6 separate regions of the Mus musculus genome follow, and regions 1, 2, 4, 5 and 6 are each linked to region 3. A link is a contact called in public HiChIP or PLAC-seq and promoter capture Hi-C data. All regions are on one chromosome and are shown on one strand. The core of a region is the stretch at or near the end of the contact, and the rest is flanking DNA. Distances in the headings are between cores, read along the strand shown.

Evidence for each region. Promoter capture Hi-C pulls out the DNA fragments that hold promoters and counts their contacts. HiChIP or PLAC-seq counts read pairs in DNA pulled down with a chosen protein or histone mark.
Region 1: a promoter capture Hi-C map of liver shows a contact between it and region 3, with 7 times the contacts expected there. The contact joins the enhancer-like site here to the promoter of Irs1 in region 3. A contact is called at or near these places in 17 of 39 promoter capture datasets (the 3T3-L1 cell line, 3T3-L1-derived adipocytes, the C10 cell line and 11 more), 3 of 15 datasets of contacts at CTCF or cohesin (the NIH/3T3 cell line, large pre-B cells and pro-B cells), 19 of 484 Hi-C or Micro-C datasets (the 3T3-L1 cell line, the 63-12 cell line, the AML12 cell line and 10 more), 24 of 115 datasets of contacts at active chromatin or transcription factors (the 230-238 cell line, the NIH/3T3 cell line, astrocytes and 19 more) and 1 of 9 other capture datasets (pancreatic islet).
Region 2: a contact with region 3 is called in an H3K27ac HiChIP or PLAC-seq map of the NIH/3T3 cell line, with 10 times the contacts expected there. The contact joins the enhancer-like site here to the promoter of Irs1 in region 3. A contact is called at or near these places in 16 of 39 promoter capture datasets (the 3T3-L1 cell line, 3T3-L1-derived adipocytes, the C10 cell line and 11 more), 2 of 15 datasets of contacts at CTCF or cohesin (large pre-B cells and pro-B cells), 24 of 484 Hi-C or Micro-C datasets (the 3T3-L1 cell line, the AML12 cell line, the HL-1 cell line and 14 more), 21 of 115 datasets of contacts at active chromatin or transcription factors (the 230-238 cell line, the NIH/3T3 cell line, cardiomyocytes and 16 more) and 1 of 9 other capture datasets (embryonic stem cells).
Region 4: a contact with region 3 is called in an H3K27ac HiChIP or PLAC-seq map of stem cell-derived neural progenitor cells, with 6 times the contacts expected there. The contact joins the enhancer-like site here to the promoter of Irs1 in region 3. A contact is called at or near these places in 15 of 39 promoter capture datasets (the 3T3-L1 cell line, 3T3-L1-derived adipocytes, the C10 cell line and 10 more), 2 of 15 datasets of contacts at CTCF or cohesin (large pre-B cells and pro-B cells), 1 of 484 Hi-C or Micro-C datasets (the C2C12 cell line) and 9 of 115 datasets of contacts at active chromatin or transcription factors (the 230-238 cell line, astrocytes, craniofacial prominence and 6 more).
Region 5: a contact with region 3 is called in an H3K4me3 HiChIP or PLAC-seq map of the 230-238 cell line, with 15 times the contacts expected there. The contact joins the enhancer-like site here to the promoter of Irs1 in region 3. A contact is called at or near these places in 19 of 39 promoter capture datasets (the 3T3-L1 cell line, 3T3-L1-derived adipocytes, the C10 cell line and 13 more), 2 of 15 datasets of contacts at CTCF or cohesin (large pre-B cells and pro-B cells), 8 of 484 Hi-C or Micro-C datasets (the HL-1 cell line, cerebellum, liver and 2 more) and 21 of 115 datasets of contacts at active chromatin or transcription factors (the 230-238 cell line, the NIH/3T3 cell line, astrocytes and 16 more).
Region 6: a contact with region 3 is called in an H3K4me3 HiChIP or PLAC-seq map of craniofacial prominence, with 9 times the contacts expected there. The contact joins the enhancer-like site here to the promoter of Irs1 in region 3. A contact is called at or near these places in 16 of 39 promoter capture datasets (the 3T3-L1 cell line, 3T3-L1-derived adipocytes, the C10 cell line and 11 more), 5 of 484 Hi-C or Micro-C datasets (granulosa cells, myocytes, pre-B cells and 1 more) and 15 of 115 datasets of contacts at active chromatin or transcription factors (the 230-238 cell line, the NIH/3T3 cell line, astrocytes and 11 more).

Annotation. Positions count from the first base shown.
Region 1 is chr1:81,949,182-81,952,237 of GRCm38.p6, reverse strand. No RefSeq gene overlaps it. Among named protein-coding and RNA genes, the nearest start is that of Mir6344, 180 kb to the left of the region's middle. Within about 2 kb of position 1,792, at least 40 of the 459 cell types and tissues checked have an H3K27ac peak or open chromatin away from gene starts, as enhancers often do. A contact at or near this core is called in the AML12 cell line, the C2C12 cell line, the NIH/3T3 cell line and 4 more, where this site is marked.
Region 2 is chr1:81,911,470-81,914,683 of GRCm38.p6, reverse strand. No RefSeq gene overlaps it. Among named protein-coding and RNA genes, the nearest start is that of Mir6344, 220 kb to the left of the region's middle. Within about 2 kb of position 1,908, at least 22 of the 459 cell types and tissues checked have an H3K27ac peak or open chromatin away from gene starts, as enhancers often do. A contact at or near this core is called in the HL-1 cell line, the NIH/3T3 cell line, adipose-derived mesenchymal stem cells and 2 more, where this site is marked.
Region 3 is chr1:82,289,941-82,293,051 of GRCm38.p6, reverse strand. Irs1 (insulin receptor substrate 1) reads left to right here and starts at 1,613. Exons shown (of 2, transcript NM_010570.4): 1 at 1,613-3,111. The coding sequence starts at 2,559.
Region 4 is chr1:81,817,744-81,821,052 of GRCm38.p6, reverse strand. No RefSeq gene overlaps it. Among named protein-coding and RNA genes, the nearest start is that of Mir6344, 310 kb to the left of the region's middle. Within about 2 kb of position 2,007, at least 7 of the 459 cell types and tissues checked have an H3K27ac peak or open chromatin away from gene starts, as enhancers often do.
Region 5 is chr1:81,840,107-81,843,458 of GRCm38.p6, reverse strand. No RefSeq gene overlaps it. Among named protein-coding and RNA genes, the nearest start is that of Mir6344, 290 kb to the left of the region's middle. Within about 2 kb of position 1,293, at least 16 of the 459 cell types and tissues checked have an H3K27ac peak or open chromatin away from gene starts, as enhancers often do. A contact at or near this core is called in the 230-238 cell line and pro-B cells, where this site is marked.
Region 6 is chr1:81,793,217-81,796,324 of GRCm38.p6, reverse strand. No RefSeq gene overlaps it. Among named protein-coding and RNA genes, the nearest start is that of Mir6344, 340 kb to the left of the region's middle. Within about 2 kb of position 1,269, at least 4 of the 459 cell types and tissues checked have an H3K27ac peak or open chromatin away from gene starts, as enhancers often do. A contact at or near this core is called in craniofacial prominence and myocytes, where this site is marked.

The DNA of each region.
Region 1 (3,056 bases), core at 543-3,042, 340 kb after region 3:
GAAAACTCAGTATTGCCCTGTCATCAGTGAGACAGTAAGCTGACTGTAGCTCGTGAAACAATCCTATTTGTTTAGCATGTAAGTAGACACACAAATAACACAAAATGTTGCTCTCTTTTTAGCTCGCTTCTCCCCATATAACATGGGTCCTAGAGCTGTTAAAGTGGGAGGGACGTCCATCTGGACTGGTTAGTGAACTAGGGCATCATAGGCAAGGGGTCATGGATGCTCCACATGGATTTCTCCTTCTATTCTGTATGTATCTAACTCTTCCCGCCATGTAACTGAACGCCTGGCATAGTAGGAAAAGTAAAGTAAGAGAGATACTGTGGGTGGAGAAGCATGCTGTGCCTGTGTAGATCATGTGCATAATGAATGGGCTGGCAGTTGGACTCTGCTCTGGAGCCTGATAGAAGGGCCATCATTATACTACATGATGATCCATTACACTCTGGCTAGCTTGGCTACTGCAAATGGTGCAGAGTTGGGAACATCAAGGAGCTGAGCAAACATTCTGCCTTAATAACTCTGTGTTCGGTTTATAAACTGCATGAATAATCTGTGACTCACAGCAATGCTGGTGGTGTAAAAATTAACCCTGTCTCATATTTCTCCATGATTGCACCCTAAACTACATGTGTGGTAGATTCACTTTATAGAAAAGAAAACTCTAGTTGTAGAATCTTATTAAATTAAGCTGTGCTGTAACTCTGAACTGGATGAAGGTTGGCGTTTATTTGGTAATTACTGTATCCCAGGACTAGTTATTAGGACTCTGTATGGATTTTCTCATTTTAATCCATATAGTTGCCCTATTTGTTTGGGTTCTTTGAGAATGACAGGGCTTCTTTTGACTTTTAGTGAGTGTAACTAGAGATGGAATTTCAGTTGATTAGAAGCCACTGAAGCCACCCTGAGCCAGTGGATGAGGCAACATGGGTGTGGAGAGAGCAGAATCGATATAAATTTATTAAATTAATATAAGAGAGGAAATCAGGAGCATGGGAAGGATTCCCAAGGAGGAATAGCATCACATTGTCCTACCAGAAGGGCTGTTAAAGATTTTGCTGAGTGAATTTGGTGGAGATTGAGGCAATATTTATTCAGATTGGTCATTTTTTAACACATTGCAAGTTGAAGCAGGGGGGAATGGGGGCAGGGCAGGGGACACATGTCCTCTGTGTGTTCTCTCAGCCCAACTGAAAGGTCATTCACCCATCTAGGGGAGGTCATGTACATTACTTGACTAACTCAATAACTTCCATGGCTTTTGCCCTCCTGCCTAAAGGACGTTTAACTCCTATCTGGCCATTATTCAGCTACAGTAGCAGTCTCCATTTGATATGTATAGAAATTGGTCCAGAAGAGTTAAGTAATTCACCATAAGAACTTAGGGGTGAAACGTGGAGTTCACCTGAGGCAGTTTGATGCCTAGTAATAACCCAGGTGTAGTCACTGGACTGTATCAGCTACTCTACTAAAGGAGATTAAAATACCCTCCACATAAGTGATCGAGATCTTGATCTGGTGAGTGTGTTTATTTTACTTATCTCTATCAGAAAATAGGATACAAAACATTTTTCACTCATGAGAAAAATGATGGTATGCATCTGTTCTTATCCTTTTTTTTTTCAGGGCTATTTGGTTTTCTCAACTCTTGTCATAGTTCAGAGAGAACTGAACTGGGGCACTCTGAAGAATGGAGCACATTGGTTCCCTGGATTAGAGAGATCATGGTATCAGAGTAATCAAGTAACAAAGGGCAAGTGCTTGGAGCTTTCAGTAAATAAATGTGTCCCAGAGGACAGAAAAAATGACCAAGTTTCAAGAGCTTGCCACATCAATCAAGTTTGAGTAGGCTAGGAATGCCTTGCCCAGAAGAGAATGTGCATGACACATTTCTTCTGCTATCACCAGAAAAGAAGCACAGAAGCTGGTAGGCAGCTTCTGTCTCTAGCATACCCACATCTGGAAGTCCTGTGGCTTTCCGTTTGATGTGAGGTGTGGAGGGATGACATCGTTTATCAGGACTCAGCAGTTACAGATATTTAGTAAGGCCACGTTGCTGTGCAAGTATCCCTGACATGTGTACCCTGACACTTGGCAAACCCCATGACACTAGAAAGACACATGGTAGTGTTCACTGTAAACCCCAGAAAAGGAATCATAGCACAGTGGGTCTGGAGCTGGGGTTAAGATCTGTAGCTATAGACACTGTTTTGTCTTTTGTGCCTGGTGTTGTGAGTCCGGGCTCAGGTAGAGACAACATGTGACTGCAACCAGTGTTTGCTCTGAAACAGCAGAAAGCTTGAGTAGAATCAGCAACACACTGGGAAATCAAAGTGCTACTGGTAGGTTGTTAGGGAGAAAGGAGAAGGTAACTATAGGAAAGGCTCCCATGGTTCTCTTGCTGACAATGCATTTGCTGCCTCTGCTTCACTGAATACCTATGTTTGCCTGCTTAATCTCCTATAGTAGCTGTCACCATCTGTGAACTATGCTGAAAATAGACTGTGGTACTCTGCCGTACTTCGCAACGCTGGTTCTGCAAGAGTGTGGTGGTGAGGTCAAATCCTCTTGATGGTAAAGAAAAAGAAATGAGTGGTTAGAAATAGCAAAAAGATAACAAAAACATGAATTGTGCAATATAAATATTGAAAACAGATTTCTGAAATTCAGCACAGACTACAGGGTCCATTGGAATGGATAGTTGGTGTATCTTCTGCATAGCTGATTGGCTTTGATTGTTTGAGGTGTGGGGACATTTTCTTTAGTCTCCACGAGAATATCTTTGGAATGTTCTTATTATTTAATGATTAATTGGTAAATAAATATTTCAATTTATTGTTGTTTAATCATTATTCAGAATGAAGCTGGTACTAATGAGAAAACGATCACTAAGTGGAGGAAGCACCAGGTAGATGCAAAGTAATAACTGTTTGACTTTATTACTGGGAGGAAACACCAAATGATAGTGTTCAATTGTGCCAGCTAACAACACTACAACATATTAACTCCTAAGATGTCAAAAAATCAATACAACAGTGGCTTCTATA
Region 2 (3,214 bases), core at 659-3,158, 380 kb after region 3:
GCCAAACATCGGATGGAGCTTAGGGAGTTTTGTGGATGATTCGGGGCAGAATTGAGCAGGCTGAAGGGGTCAAGAACACCACAAAAAGATATACAGAGTCAACTAACCTGGGACTATGGGGACTCACAGAGACTGAACCACCAACCAAAGAGCATGCAGGGGCTGGACCTAGCTCCCTGTCCACATTCATATCAAATGTGCAGCTTAGTCTTCATGTGGGTCCTCTAACAACTGGAGTGGGGCTGTCTCAGACTCTGTTGCTTGACATTGAATCTGCTTTCCCTACCTGGCTTCTTGATTGGGCCTTAGTGGGAGAGGAGGTGCTTAGTCGTACGTACTAGAACTAGATGGCCCAGGTTGGAGTGGTACCCAAGAGGGGCTTCCCCCTCTTTGAAGAGAAGAGAAGGAGGTAATAGGGGAGAGATTTGTAAGGGTAGAACTGGAAGGAGAGGAAGAAATACGGGATGTGACAAGGTTGTAATGTGAATAAAAACATAAATTATGGGAAAAAATAAGCAGTGAGTGCCTCCCAAAATGAGGGTTTCAAGCTGATTAGCCCAATTTGTTATCCTTGAGTATTTGGTTGCAAGAATTTACAGAAAGCTAGGACATTAAAAACAAAACAAAACAAAGAAAAACAACCTGGGAGCGTATTACATATGAAATTACATGATAAAATACCCATGATGACTGCATACAGAAGGCATAAACTAAATAACTTGAGGGTGCCTCAACAGCTGTCGTGATGAGAACAATGGGCTCTGAGGTAGGCATTAAGGAATGAGTGAATTGCTGATAACCTGAGAAGGGTGGACTGTGCATCCCTGTGAAATCAGTAGAGATTTTTCTTTTCTCACAGCATAGCTGAACAACAGCTGTCCCACTTCCTCCAGAGTTCAGCCTTTGTTCACAGGGATCGAAGACATAGTCCAAGCTTTATACTCTTGGATTAAGCAACTTCAGACCTTGGCGATATGGCGCCTATGCAACACAATTCTCACCTTTGTTCATTCAGGAATTTTTATTTGTCATATCAGATTTCTTTCCAGTATTATTCCAATGTAAAGCCACAGGAAATATTTTGAAATTTACTCATCAACAAAGAAGGGTACTCTATTCATAAAGCTGTTTAAATGGAATTCACATGGAATGAATTAAGGCTGAAACATTAATAAACTTCCTTTCTGTGTAGGGAAATAAAGGCGTGAGAACAATTTCCCAGAACAACATTTAGTGACAGCTTAGTTGCTAAACTCAAGTCTATTAACCCTAGGCCTAGAATGCTGATATATAGTTAGTATGCATAAACAAAATGTTATTTAAAACAGGTGGTATGGTGAGCACACTGGGAATTCCAGCACTTGCGAAGGAAAGGCAAGAGAATGCCCATATGGTGTTCAAGTCTAACCTGATTAATACAGCAAGTGCCTAACTAGCCAAGGGCTACATAGTTAGCCTTGTCTCAAAATGATTTTTCAAGTTACCTGAAAGTGATTTTATTGGAGCATCCTTAAAAATTCTTTGTGGTTGGTAAGTCATCAACATTTTGAGTTCTAAAAGATGGAAGTGATCACCATTTTTGTTTTGGTATACAACATCCCGTTTTATATGGCTACCCTCTTTATCGCCTTTTAAACTATTGCAGTTTGTTTAATAAATTGTCTGGTCATCCTATCCAAGGTCATTACTCTGTTGTCTCCCTATAACTCCCAAATTTTCCTGCACAGGATTAGTTGTCTGGGTTACCTACAGTGTAGTCAGTGATTACATGGGAACAATTCCCAGCACAAAGGCTGGTGGTCCATCTTATCAGTTACTAAATCTTTTGAATGTTACTCTTATTGGTTTGGCTTTTTCCAGAGTCACAAATTCTCTAGAAGGCTGAAAATGACTCATCTCAGTCTGTGGCTTTGTCCATGCTTGATGCCTATCCAGAGTCTCTCTGGCCAGAGCCCTGGGAGTGTAGCCTCCCCCAGCCTTGAGCAGGCTGGTTCAGACCTGTTCTGCCATTGTGAACAAGACCACCTAGGATGGAGTCTTCTGACCTAGATAGGTCTACTGTTCTGCCAGGTGCTGCTACGCACTGAGAGGCTGAACCTGTTCTCCTGACACTATCCTGATGAAAGGAGATCCCCACCCCCCATATAAGCTCAGACTTTAAGTAAACTTTGGGCCTTGATCAGTATCTTTGTCTTGGTCTCATTATTTCTTTCACCATTTTCTCCAATGCAGCCCCAACCTCCCTTTAAGGAACCAGGTTCGTGGACCTGTGGGTAGCAACATGGGAGTAGCTGGCCAAGCCCTCTGTTCACATCTCACTCTAGTCATGCCCTCACTTGACAAATTCTTCCCATAGGGGCCTTCTTTACTTTTCCCTCTTATTCCTGTTTTACTTAACAATGCTCCTTCTAGATCTTTATCAACTTAATGTTGTCCAGTGGGCACCAGTCCTATTTCTATTTAATAGACAAGCTTTTCCTGATCTACTATGCTAGGAAAATTCCAAGATACAAACCAAGACCTTGGCTTCTGGATCACACACCCTAATCATTCAGTGAAACCAGCACAGGTGTTTTTATGAAGAGGGAGTTTTCACACAATCCTTACGTCCTAGCCTCATCAGGATAAAACTAAACAGGGCTTGAGCTCTTCTAGATGAAAAACAAAAAAAGGCTCACGACTAATATTCTGTATAAGAGAGATTCTTTGTTGCTGCCGTTGACAATACAATACAGAATGATTGTGGATAGCTTCAAGTAGTGGATGACAGTCTATATAAGCAGTCCATGCAGTAGTCTTTGTGCATTCCCTTAATAAACACTCTCTGCTGATGGCTTATACAGAAGACACCAGATTTCTCACAGTTCTGGATGGAACACATTCCAGATGGACAGTTTCTGGTCAGAGTTCCCTTCCTTGTTCGAAGATGGTGGTCTTTTCCCTGTGCTTTTTCTTCTTTGCTCCCACATAGAGACTGGGGAGACCCTATCTTTCTCTCCTTACATGACCATCAACCATATCACAGTAGATCTCTTTCTTATTATCCCATTAAACTGGAATTATCTCCAAAAAAAAAAAAAAACAAACCTTTTTTCAAATTGGAGCTTTAGGGTGTCAGTATATGAATTTAAGAGAAATTAAATTCAAAACCATAGCATCTAGCAGACATAGATGTCTTGTTTCATGTTGGGTACAAGAAATGGATTATTTTTTC
Region 3 (3,111 bases), core at 364-2,863:
CAATCAGCAGGCTGCCCCAGGAACCTCACCCCGCCTCTCTAGCCGCATTATGCTGAGGCGCGCAGCCCCCTTTACCCATCCGCTCCTCCCCTACTCCAAGCCAGGCAGTCTAGTGGATTGAGCATGCCCAGCACCTTTACTGCTGCGTCTCACTGCAAACAACCTGCAGTGCTGGAGAGCGGGAGGCTGAGAGGGTTCCTGGCTTAGGAAAAGAGGTGGAAAACTAGAACCGCCCATGGCTAGAGTAGAATGGCTTTAAGCACTGGGAGCAACGTCACATTTGTAGGTCTTTAATGCCGGTTGGGCTAGACAGGGACACCCTGCTTGATTTATAGGTCATCTTAAAAAGAAAAAGAAAAAAAAAAACTTTGGGGAGCGTCTGCTTGTGGTGAGACTAAGAAATAGGCTTTGCAAAGAGGCTGCTGACCCGTTTTCATCAAGAAGTACCCATTTTCCTGTGCAGCCTAGCCACTTATCCTTGTCTCCCACTTATCCTTGTGGTCAAGGTTAAAAGTGTATAGGGTCGTCTAATGCTCGTGCAAACTATGAAACAAACATCTGCTAACATATACACAGTAAGGGTGTACACTTAGGAACTCTCTGAAGGTCCTTTACATCTTTAAAAAAAATCACAAATAGACTTACGAATGTGATAAGGGGTGCCAGGTTTCCTCCAGCCCCCGCCCCCCACCTTTTGCACTAACTAACCCTTAAGTGTGAATCCCTCTTCACCTGCATGAAGGAAGAGAAATGGTGACTTTTACATTTTATTTCCTTAGTGATCAGCGGCTAATAGTGCCAGGTGTGAGATCCCAGGTCGCGATTCCGAGAGACCCTAACCTAGCCAACAGTCATTGCCCTTGGGCGTCCCTCTCTGTTTCTTCCAGGTGCTTCACCACGGTACGTCCGGAGATTCCAGGTGGAAGACTGGCTCAGAAGTCCTTTAGAAAATCTTACAAAAATGTAGATCTCCCTACCAGGGCCTCTCACCCAGACACCGACATCCAGCTGCCTCCCGGGGGTCGCCTTTACCTGTTGGGTGAGAGCTAGCAGGTCACCCGCGTCCCCTCCGCCCCAGCGCCCCCACCCTCTCGGGGCTCTGCAGCCGCAGTGCACCCCCCCTCTCACTGCCCCCTCCCTCACTCCTGCGTCTTCCCCAGATCCCCCCCTCCCGTTTTCCCAGACTCCCCTCCTGCTTTCCGGTAGCCACCCAAACAAGCCTGCCCTCCCGCCGCGGGGATTCCTACGGGCCGGGGGCGCTCTGGGTGGCACGGGCGTGGGAGACACAGCGCCCCGGGCTCTGCCGGCCACGCAGGGGCGCTGCCCGAGCGCTGCAGCAAAGGGCCAGCGCGGGCGCCTCTGCGGCACGGCCAGGGGGTGGAGAGGGGCGGGCGTGGGGCGGGCTCGGCCCGGAATGTAGAGCGAGCAGGGAGAGGGAGAGAGACCCGGGCTGGAGCCTCCCGGCGGCGGCCAGGCTGCTGAGCGCAGAGGCTCCGTCACGTGTTTTGCTCCTCTGGAGTGAGACGGCGGCGCGGTCTGAAGAGGGCCAGCGCGCGGTGCCAGCCGCCGCAGCCGCCGCTTGTTTTGGTTGGGGCTCTCGGCAACTCTCCGAGGAGGAGGAAGGAGGAGGGAGGAGGAGGAGGGAGGAGAAGGAGGGAGGAGGAGAGAAGTAACTGCAGCGGCTGCGCCTCGGGAGGACCGGGCGTCTTCCCCGATCTCTTCCCAAACCTCCCCCGCTCCCCGCCTCCCTCCCTCGTCCCCTCCCCTCCTCCCTTGCGGACTGGAGCTAGGGGCAGGGATGAGCCTGTCCCTCTGGACCGTCCCCTGCTCCCCCAGCTGCCCAGTAGCGTTGCGCGTGGAAAAGCCACTTTCCCCGCCCGCCGAGATGGGCTCGAGTGCGGGCTGCAGAGGACGCGTCCTCGGGCGGCAGCAGCAGCAGCAGCAGCAGCAACAGCCGCAGCGCCGCGGTCTCTGCGATTGAGCTGGTATTTGGGCGGCTGGTGGCGACGGGGACGGTTGAAGGGTGGGAGGAGGCAGAGGAGGAGGAGGAGAAGGAGGAGGGAGAACCCGGTGCAACGTTGGGACTTGGCAGCCCGCCTCCCCCTGCCCAAGGATATTTAATTTGCCTCGGGAATCGCTACTTCCAGAGGGGAACTCGGGAGGGAAGGCGCGCGCGCCTAGAGAGCCAAGCGGGGACTCCTCGGGCCATCGCTGCCTCCCTACATCGGACTCGACCAGGGGCGGCAAGGGATGCACCATAGCTCCTTCTCTGCTGCAGGGACTGGGGGAGACATAGTCCTCGGAAGATTGCGGCTGCACTCACCCTAGACCCACTGCCCTTCCCTCTGGGCATGAAACGCCCTTAAACTCGGATCAGGCTATCTTCCTTGGCGCAGTTACCTCGTCCTTCGGCTGCCCCTCCCCAGCTCCAGGAACAGCGTGAATTTTGGAGTCAGAATTTCTGCGAGCTTCCTCCAGCCCGGAGTGCATGTGCGGGGCCGCACTGAGAAGCCACCCCTCACCCAGTTTTTCAACACCTCCCTCTGCTCCGCAGCAGCATGGCGAGCCCTCCGGATACCGATGGCTTCTCAGACGTGCGCAAGGTGGGCTACCTGCGCAAGCCCAAGAGTATGCATAAGCGCTTTTTCGTGCTGCGGGCGGCCAGCGAGGCCGGGGGCCCAGCGCGCCTGGAGTATTATGAGAACGAGAAGAAGTGGCGGCACAAGTCGAGCGCCCCCAAACGCTCGATCCCCCTCGAGAGCTGTTTCAACATCAACAAGCGGGCTGACTCCAAGAACAAGCACCTGGTGGCTCTCTACACCCGAGACGAACACTTTGCCATTGCCGCGGATAGCGAGGCTGAGCAAGACAGCTGGTACCAGGCTCTTCTGCAGCTGCATAATCGGGCAAAGGCCCACCATGACGGGGCTGGAGGAGGCTGCGGCGGTAGCTGCAGCGGCAGCTCTGGCGTTGGAGAGGCAGGGGAGGACTTGAGCTATGACACGGGTCCAGGACCCGCGTTCAAGGAGGTCTGGCAGGTTATCCTGAAACCCAAGGGCCTGGGTCAGACAAAGAACCTGATTGGCATCTACCGCCTCTGCCTGACCAGCA
Region 4 (3,309 bases), core at 758-3,257, 470 kb after region 3:
TTTTATAGTTAAAGCAGGCTTTCAACTTCAGTCCAGTGCATTGAGACAATTATTAACATAATTTCTATTTTATAAAGGGGCAATTTTCTAAGATCTCTTCTTATATATTTGTTAGCAACTACATAAGAGAATGAATATATCCACAGAAATCATAAGATGTAAAAAAGAGAGGAGTAGGTTTAAGATTGAAATAATAATTCAGTTACTCTGTATGCCTTTACCTTACATGTAAGATTTTTTTTTCTCTTTATGGACATTTAGGGAGATCTGGTGAGAGAAATTCTAAGATCTAACCTTCGTATAGTTTGTGAATTATTTTATGGAAACAAATTAAGTAGTCATGATGTGTATTTTACCTTGTTCACTTACTTATTTGAGAATCCAGAAAAATATTCTCATAATCTGTGCCATTATTAGTGTGTGTGTGTGTGTGTGTGTGTGTGTGTGTGTTTGTGATATTTAGTTGTATGTGCCCATGTGTGGAGTCTAGATGTTGTGACATTGGGTATTTTCATTCTCTGAATTATATTTCTTCTGATTTGTTTGGGAGGTTTTGTTGTTTTATTTTGTTTTTATTTTTATTTTTTGTTTTTGTTGTTGTTGTTTGAGATAGAATTTTCTCTATGTAGCCTTGGCTCTATTGGAATTCACTCTGTAGAACAGGCTGTCCCCAAACTCGGAGATCTGTCTGCCTCTGCCTCCCAAGAGCTAGGATTAAAAGTGTGCACCCTCTCCCCCACCACCAAGCTCCATCTTATGGTTTTTAGACCTCATTTTTGTTTATGTGTATATCTATACATGCCTGAATGTATGTATGTGAACCATGTGCATACAGTAAGTACTCCTGAACGTCTGGAGTTGACACCAGATTCCTTGTTACTAGAGATGTAGGTTGTTGTAAGCCACTTGATTTGGATTCTGAGAACCATTCCGTAGTCCTTGGTAAGAGTAAGAAGTGCTTTTAAATGCTGAACTCCCTCTCCAGCCTGTCCACTTTGTTTTCACTTTCTTTTAGGTTGTTGTTGTTTTGCTCTTTTCTTTTCTTTTCTTTTAATTGAGATTATAATATAATGACATAATTTCTTCTTTCCCCTTCCTCATTCCAAAAACTCCCATATAACTTACCTTGCTCTCTTCCAAATTCATGGCCTCTCTTTTTTCATACACGTATGTGCACATAAACTCAACCTAATCAGCCTGCATAATGTTATTGGTGTGTGAATGTTTTCAGGGCTGACTAGTATCGGATAACCAATTAGTGTGCTCTTCCCTCAGCATTTCTTAGTTGCCTGTAGTTTTTTAGAGAGGTCTATATTTGAGACACAGAGCTTCCCTGTATCTAGGACTCAGTGACTAGAACAGTCAGCTAGGAAGTCCTAAGGATCCTCCTGCCTCTAACCCCTTCCTTCCAAGCCCTGGGATTATGGGTGGGCCTGTGCTGTCATGCTCAGATTTTCACATGGGTTCTAGGGATCTGAATCGGATTCCTATGCTTATGTGTCAACTCTCAGTGTTGAGTGTGCACTCTGCATAGTTGGCAACTTTATTATTTATTTTGTGTCCATCTATTTCACATTTGCATCTGCTTGTTGGGGTAGTACACAGCAAGTAAACAACACATATATGTTTTAGGTGGTTCATGTTCTCCTGAAGGTCACTTATGAAAAAAATGTTGTTTTATCTGAAGGTTTTTGTTATCTACTTAAAAGATTGCCCTTTGAGAGAACCTTTACCCCTTGCTAAAGAGGGAATTTGCTTTTACCAACTAACCTACCTCTGCATTCCTAAGCCACATAATTTTCAGAAATATTGAAGAGGCAGTATTTGATTCTTTTACTTCATATTCACTTAAAGTGAAAAACATTCTTTTGAAGAAATGAGGTTGTGATTAAACAAAATCTTAGTATGTGTGTTTCCCAACATCTCCAATTTGGATTCTTGTGGAGACCACTCATTAAAGTTAGGTTTTAGCTCTGTCATGCTCAACCTCAATTTATTAGCTAGCAAATTCCTTTGTATTGGCTAAGCCTCTAGTGGCCAGTTCCTACCCCCTCTCTTCCATTACTGCCATCCATCAACTTATTCCTTTTTGTTCATCTGACTTTAGAAGAAGTACCCTCCACTTAACAGATTTTATTAGCATCTATGGTGAAAAGTTTGATGACCTAATTGCTGCCATTTCAAGGGATAGCTTGTCACAATAGGAAGTCATCTTGTCACTAGGTTGGAAAAAACTACTTGATTTAAAACTTGAGTATTGAAACATACAAATCAACAACATCTTTTTTGGCCTCCAGTAAAGGAAAAATGAATAGCTCTTAGATAATTGGCAAATATGGCTTAGTTCAGATATAGCAACTCTCAGTGTTGAGTGTGCACTCTACATAGTTGGCAACTTTATTATTTTGTATCCCTCTATCTCTCATCTGCATCTGCTTGTTGGGGTAGTACACAGCAAGTAAACAACACATATATGTTTTAGATGGTTCATGTTCTCCTGAAGGTCACTTATGAAAAAAATGTTGTTTATCTGAAAAGTTTTTGTTATCTACTTAAAAGATTGCCCTTTGAGAAACCTTTACCCCTTGGTAAAGAAGGAATTTGCTTTTCAAAAGCAGCTCATAGTAAGTTAAATTCTCTGCCAAATATCAGGAAAGCCATGGGTATAGACCACTAAAGATAATGGGATCATGTTCTTAGCTATGAATTGTTGAGTAGGAAAGTAATACATACACCAGGAAGACACATCCCCATATGCTACATTAGGATGGTATTTTTGTTTGTTTGTTTTTCCAGTACATAATCTGTGTGTGTATGGTGTGATAACTGGTGTTAGATATACCTCTGTGCCTATCTGTAGATGGATTATCTTGATTTTGTTCATTGATATAGGAAGGCCTATCTTAATTGCAAGGGGGACCACCACAAAGTGGAGTGAGCCTGGACTATAAAAAATTGAAGAAAGTGTATGGAGTACTAGTTTGTATTCATCCCTCTCTGTTTCCTGATTATAGGTGTAGTGTGAGTATCTGCTTTAAGCCCTTGCTGCCTTGACTTTACACAAGATGATGGACTGTGCCTTGAACTGTGAGATAAGAGAAATCCTTTCTACCTTAGATTGCTTTTGCCAGATTATTTCATGCCAGTAATAAACTAAAAGAGCAGGGTAGTGAGCCTACCTTAATCCTTTAAGGTAGTCTTCCTTAAAGGATTAGGAAGACTTATGCTTCCTATGAGCTTAAGTGATTGTCTTAGATAGGGTTTTACTTCTGTGAACAGACACCATGACCAAGGCAAGTCCTATAAAAG
Region 5 (3,352 bases), core at 44-2,543, 450 kb after region 3:
AACAGGGCCAGCAATAACGTGTGCAAGGGAGGGAAAGATGTTAAGGACAACTGTGTGCTCTTTTGTAGAGCTATGGATTGTGAAAGGTACCACAGATGTTTTCCACCATAGCCCATAGGCTGGCTGTGGTGGTATTATTGGTTATATTAGTGTTGTAGACTATCACTCCCATGGCAGATATTAAACCAAGGGCAAGTTTAGCCAAGGGCTATTTTCCAGGGATCCATGTAACTAGGGGCCCTTATCTCCAAGAGTATGGCCACAATTGAGAGTTTGTATCAATCTAATTAGCTTGTAGGCAAGCTTAGGCAGGAGTTTCTTAGTTATTGATTGACGTGGAAATGCCTAGCCCTTTGTAGGTAGTACTCTCCTTGGGCAGGTGGTTCTAGGATGTATAAAGAAGCAGGTTGAATGAGCCATGAGGAGAAAGCCAGTAAGTGGCACCTTTCCTTGGCCTCTGCTTCAATTCCTTACTCCAGATTTCTAACTTGTGTTCTGTCCTGGACTACAATGTGGAAGTGGAAATGAAATAAATCCATTCCTCCCAAAGTTTCCATAGGCTCACGTTGTTTGATCACAGCAATAGAAACCTTAACTAAGACATCTCACATTATCATAGAGCTTCCTGGTAATAGCTGTGTTTGAGAATGTGACTATGGCTTAAGAACTGTGTGGTTCTTCCAAATCCTTCTTCTATGAACTGAGTGCCAGTGGACACAGTTGGCTCTGGCTCTGTCATTGTCATCTTTGTCTGAGTTGATTTTACAAGAAAAAAAATTACTGGTTCAGTTTGTGTGCAGCACAGAAGCAAGAAGCACAAACTTAAAGCCAATGGGTACAAATGGGGTATTTCCATGCCAGACCACAAGAAACCAGGGACTTGGAGAAGAGGGTACTCTGTAGACACCATAGCTCTTTTTATTGAGTCAGCCTGCTTGGAAAGGCCGGATTACTTCTGTTCTCCTGGGAGCAAACAAGTAGAGACTACAGAGAATATTTGAAATACTAAAAAGGAGGCGGGCAATTGATTTTGTTCCTTTGGCCAGATAAATGGAGTAAAGAATGAAAATGAGAGAGATTCTCCTACTAAAATTAGTAATGGCAAAACTAATCCTAAACTCATAACATATAGGATACATTTTACTAAAAGCTTTACATAGAATATTTACTCTGAACTCAAAAATAACCTCATGAATCTGCCATTTTTCTTCTGTGGTTTTCCTAAGTAGTCTACAGAAAGTTCCTCTCCTTTGCTCGACCTTATACAGCTGTACTCTTCACAGTTATTTTTAGAGTCACATGGTGCAGAGTTCTCTTCAGTTGAGGAACTTCCTCTTTCTCTTCTTAGTTTCCTGGGCATGATAAAGAAAGAAGAGATTTAGATGAGAATCTGTGGGTGGAATGGCTGCCAATGGAAAACCATCCATTCCTTCGACCAGTTACCTCAAGTCTGCGAACAGTTTTGTTTACATCATATATTTTTAGACTCAAAAGAAGTTGACAGAGCATTGCATGCAGACCACATTGGCTTACATATAAGAAGAAATGTCCAGTCTTTTGTAGTGATATAAGTTGGAAATATGTGAAGGTAGAAAGGAATTGATGTAAGTATCCTTCTAGAACATTCTCATATGTCTAATTTGTCGAGATGTTAGAAGAGCTATTTAGACATGTTCATTGGCCCATTGAGAAAAGCTCTCAATTTAACGATGAAAGAGTTTTACTTCATTAAGGAATCTTGAGCATTTTAACATACCAACCTTACTTACAATATTCCCAAATTGAGACAGAATATGAAGAGTTTCTCAGTGTTCCGACCACAAATCCTTCTAGATGAGGAGTAGCAGTAACTTTTTTAGAATATGAAGAGATGTGGAGGGGAGTGCCAGGGCAGGGAGGGAGGATTGGGTGAGAAGGTCAGGGAGCACCCTCATAGAAGCAGGGGGAGGTAGATAGGACGGGTTTCCAGAGGGGAATTCAGTAAAGAGGATAGCATTACAAATGTAAATAAATAAAATATCCAATTAAAAAAAGAAAAAGAGATGTGGAAAATACTTCTCAGTTTTTTCTTTTTTATTAAATTATTTTATTTATTTACATTCCAAATGTTGCCCCCCTTCCTAGTCCTCCCTCCCATAGTTCTTTATCCCATCCCCCCTTTGCCTCTGAGAGGATGCTACTCCAACACCCCACTCTTCTCAACTTTATTAATTAACTAATTGATTTATTTATTTTTACTTTTTGAGCTTGTAAATAACCTGATTACTCTGCCATGACACACACCTTTGCCATCAACAAAAGTTTCACTTAACAACAAAGAAAGATATCTCAGATGTACAGCACACTTGGTTTTTATTTTTTGTTTTGTTTTGTTTTGTTTTTTGTTTTTTCTTTCTTTCAGGTGTTAAGACCATTTACACTAAGTGGTCACTTTTTCTAGGGTACTTTTCCTCTGTTTCTTGCCTCCACATTAACTAAAACTCAATACATAAAAATATGGTTCATCATAGGTAAGAATGTAGGTGTGTGTGAACTAAGCCCTACAAAGAGAATCAGTACAAACAACAAAAATAAGTATGAATCAATCTGCCTTGAAGAACAAGGAACTATCATTCCTCTGATAATTGTTCAAGAGTTCTTGATCTTTATCACTGAGTAACAGGTGGATTAGGACTGAAATTTGCCAACAGAAAGGTCTGATTAAAAAAATACTTAATAGAATAATAATTCATCTCACTGATACAGTCATTATTAAATCGCAACATCAAGACCAGATTTAATACATTTTTAGGTTATGAAATAAATCATAATTTACCTGATTAAGTCATAAATCATATCGACTGTTCTAATAATAATACCCAATTTGGCATATTTGGCTTTCTGCAATTATATAATATTTATGTACTATTAATCCATAATATGTTATTTAATCCCAAATAAGGATGGTTTGATCATTTGTTCATATTGCTAGCATAGTAATTTAATAGGCTTTATTTGAAGATAAGTTCTGTGTATAGAATTCCCATATCACTGTTTGTACCAAGAAAGTAAATTTAAAATGTAAATTAGAGCAGTGAGCTATGCATAAGACTGAGAAAAACGCACACTGTATGGGGAAAGTATAAAGGTGACTTGCTTTCTTCAGAGTGGTTTGATAAATATTCTCTGGAGTTTTACTACTAATGTATGTATTTCATAGGAGAAGCTCAGAATAAAACAGTAGCTTCATAGTTACATGAAAATAAGTCAAAAGGCATGAAGCCCAAGAAACACTGAAATGTTTGAGTTGGCAGAAGCAAAAGCATTGGTTTGGGAGTCAAAAGAAGACATTGTCTTGGGGGAATCTGTGTTT
Region 6 (3,108 bases), core at 20-2,519, 500 kb after region 3:
TCATGTATTTCTATGATAATGCACATCCTAAAATAAGCTAACAAATTCATCAATACCCATAAAATTTTTAGCATGTCATCTTTATTGTTCTGGGTTCTAATTTAGTAGAAATTCAAAGGAGACATCCTAATTTGATAAAGTACTAGATGGCAGTAGCTTGTTATACTAAAAAAATGATCTCCATTAAAGGAAAAAGAAAATAATGAAAGCTTAAACACATGGAAGAACAGAATCAGAGGCAGAGAGGATGGGAAGAGATGGAGGAAGAGGAGAGACAGAGTTAGAGAGACAAGCAGACAGAGAGAGAGACAGAGAAACTGGGAGAGAGAAACAAAGACTCTGATTTTTAACCCCCATGTATAGCTAGCTCATAGCAAAAAAAAAAAAAAAAAAAAAAAAAAAAAAGTCACTAATAGTCAGGGCAGTAATTAACATTCCAATCTGCTGGAGACTTTTCCTTAATTGGACACACCTGTCAGTAGACAGGGATGGCAGGTGACACTGACCTGGGTCATGTATGAGCTGAGAATGATAAAGGACAGGAACAAAGCCCTCCCTCACTGCCTTGGCAAATACCTCCCAGGCATCACCATGGCTCCTCATTTGTTTACAGAGGAGCATGTTAGGGGGAAAGAAGGAAGTCTAAAGTTAGGACCAAACTTGAATCAGAGGTTTGGCCCCAGGAATTACCCCTCTGCTCAGATGTCAGCCCAGTGCTCAACATTTGCTATGGGCAGGTGGTCTAAAAGATTTGGCGTACAGGGTATTTTTCCAGCCCTTGTTGGAACTGGAGAAGTTGCCAAAAATATGACAAGAGTAAGAAGTAGGCTGTTGGACAGCTGATCCACTATCCTCAGTATGTTAGTAACCAAGACTTTCCTAGTCCTGAAACCTTCCCTTCCTCCCATGTGAACCCATCTGTCTTGCTGTTCTCTGAGAAGAACATGAGCTTCGATGAGATAATATGAACAAGAATGCTTTAAGGACTATCAAGAACTTCACGGTCATAGAGTGTAGAGGAAAACAATATTAAAAGGGAACGAATAGTCCATTTGAAGGCATTTATCCAGAAGACTGAATAGGTCAGGAAGTCCAAGCCCACCAGAAAGTGAATTAAACAGCAGGAGCTGTGGAAAATCCTCTGTTCCCAGATAGGTTTAGCTATACTTTCAAGAGTTGGTCTGGATTCTATGTCACAAACACAAGAAGAATCTGGAATACTTAGTAACAATGCCCTGGACATATGTTTCAAGGTTCTGCAAGCACATGTTCACCAACCAGGTCACTGTGAAGGAAGGAGTTAGCAACGTGTAGAAACTCTATATGTCCACACTGGTATGAAACATGGTGACAGTGGTAATAGCCTTTGGGACAGCTGTGGCACTTGCCCTCTCTGAACACTGAACTAGATTTATCTTTGGCTTACCTGTCATCTCGTCATTTGATACTTAATGAGCATCTGTTATACCAGATATGACTTGGGAACTAAACACAAACCATACCACATTCTCCTGGAATCTTGATGCCAGTTGTAAGCAGGCAGGACATAAGTAATAAGATTAGAGTATATTCACACTAGGAAAATAAAAAGTAGTGAGTAGTGAGTATCGTGGCATTTGTTACGGTGAGGAAGTGTTAGGGGAAATTATTAAAATGAGCGGGCAAGTTTGCAAGCTTACTCTTCTACTCTCTGCCACAGGGTGGTCCTGCTGGCTCTGTCTCTAGCTAGCCCCCGCATGGTCACCCTGTGGTTAACTGACACAACACCCAGTAAACAGGTAGAAATAAAACTCTAGAAGCTTATATTAAGTCAGAACCTCTCAATTCACAAGATGACCACACAATAATTTCAGGGCCAGTTTGATAATGATACAAGCTGCCCACTTAGATCAGACAAATTATCCCAATCATTTTATCCCTGTATGATATTCATAACTACCTATGGCTATTTAAAGCTACAAGGAATCAGGATCTTCTTCCTGTCCGACAGCCTTCATCTTGGCTTCTCCTCTTCCCTCCCCTGAGTCCCTCTCTGTCTCTGTAACTCTTCGCTCCGCCTCCCTTTTCCCTGTCCAATCAGAGGCCTCTTGCTGCATTACATTTTAATGTAATTGGACAGGGATAATACTGCCACAAGGAAGTCAGAACTTATAACCATGAGGATGTTCTAGCTGCATTAATGAAGTTCAGCATGAGACCTTCCAGCATTAAGAATTTTCATCTTTTATTTTCTCACTTACAAAGTGAGAACAAACTTAGGAGTTTTCCTCAGAAATGTTTTAGGAGGACTAGATGTGGTGGTTTCCATAAAGCATTGAGCAAATAGGTACATATAAAGAAAATGATTGATAAGAGTCATTAACACTAATTGTTAGTAGTATTTTGGCTCTTGGCATAGTACAGACAAAAAGTAGAACAACACTCCACAACTGAATGAAGATGTAACTTTCTTTTTTGGAATTTTGTGAATAGTTCAAAAGAGTATCAGTTGAGTTGTAAGAATAGGTTTATACCATAGTTTTATATGTTTTACACACACACACACACACACACACACACACACATACAAAGCAACTTTAAAAAATTTTTTTTATTAGTTATTTTCCTCATTTACATTTCCAATGCTATACAAAGCAACTTTCAAAACATGTCTATAATATGAAATTACTACTTAGGGGTCAGGCCAAGAAAAGGAAGACACCTTCCTCCTATCTAAGAAGTACAGACCCCTCAGGACAGACTAGTATTCCAGCACACCTTGTTCTCCACCAGATGGTGACAGCCCTGCCCCCACCATGCACTCCCCCCTCGTTGGTTTGGTTGTAGAACCCAGACTCAATATTTTAAGGTTCACAAAAACCAGGATGCCAGCTGCTAGGCAGCAACTGACTAAATATGTGATCTATTGTTATAACAAATAAAATTAAATAAACAAACATAAGATCTTTCTTTGAACCCTTTAATATTCTTCCACTGAGTATATCAAACTTTGGTAGTTACTCTTTCATAATCCCTGGCTGACGGCTGACTGTAGGTTGTGTTTGTTTGATTGTTTGGATGTTGTTGTTGTTGTTTTTTATTTGTTTGTTTTTGTTTTTGCTACCAGTG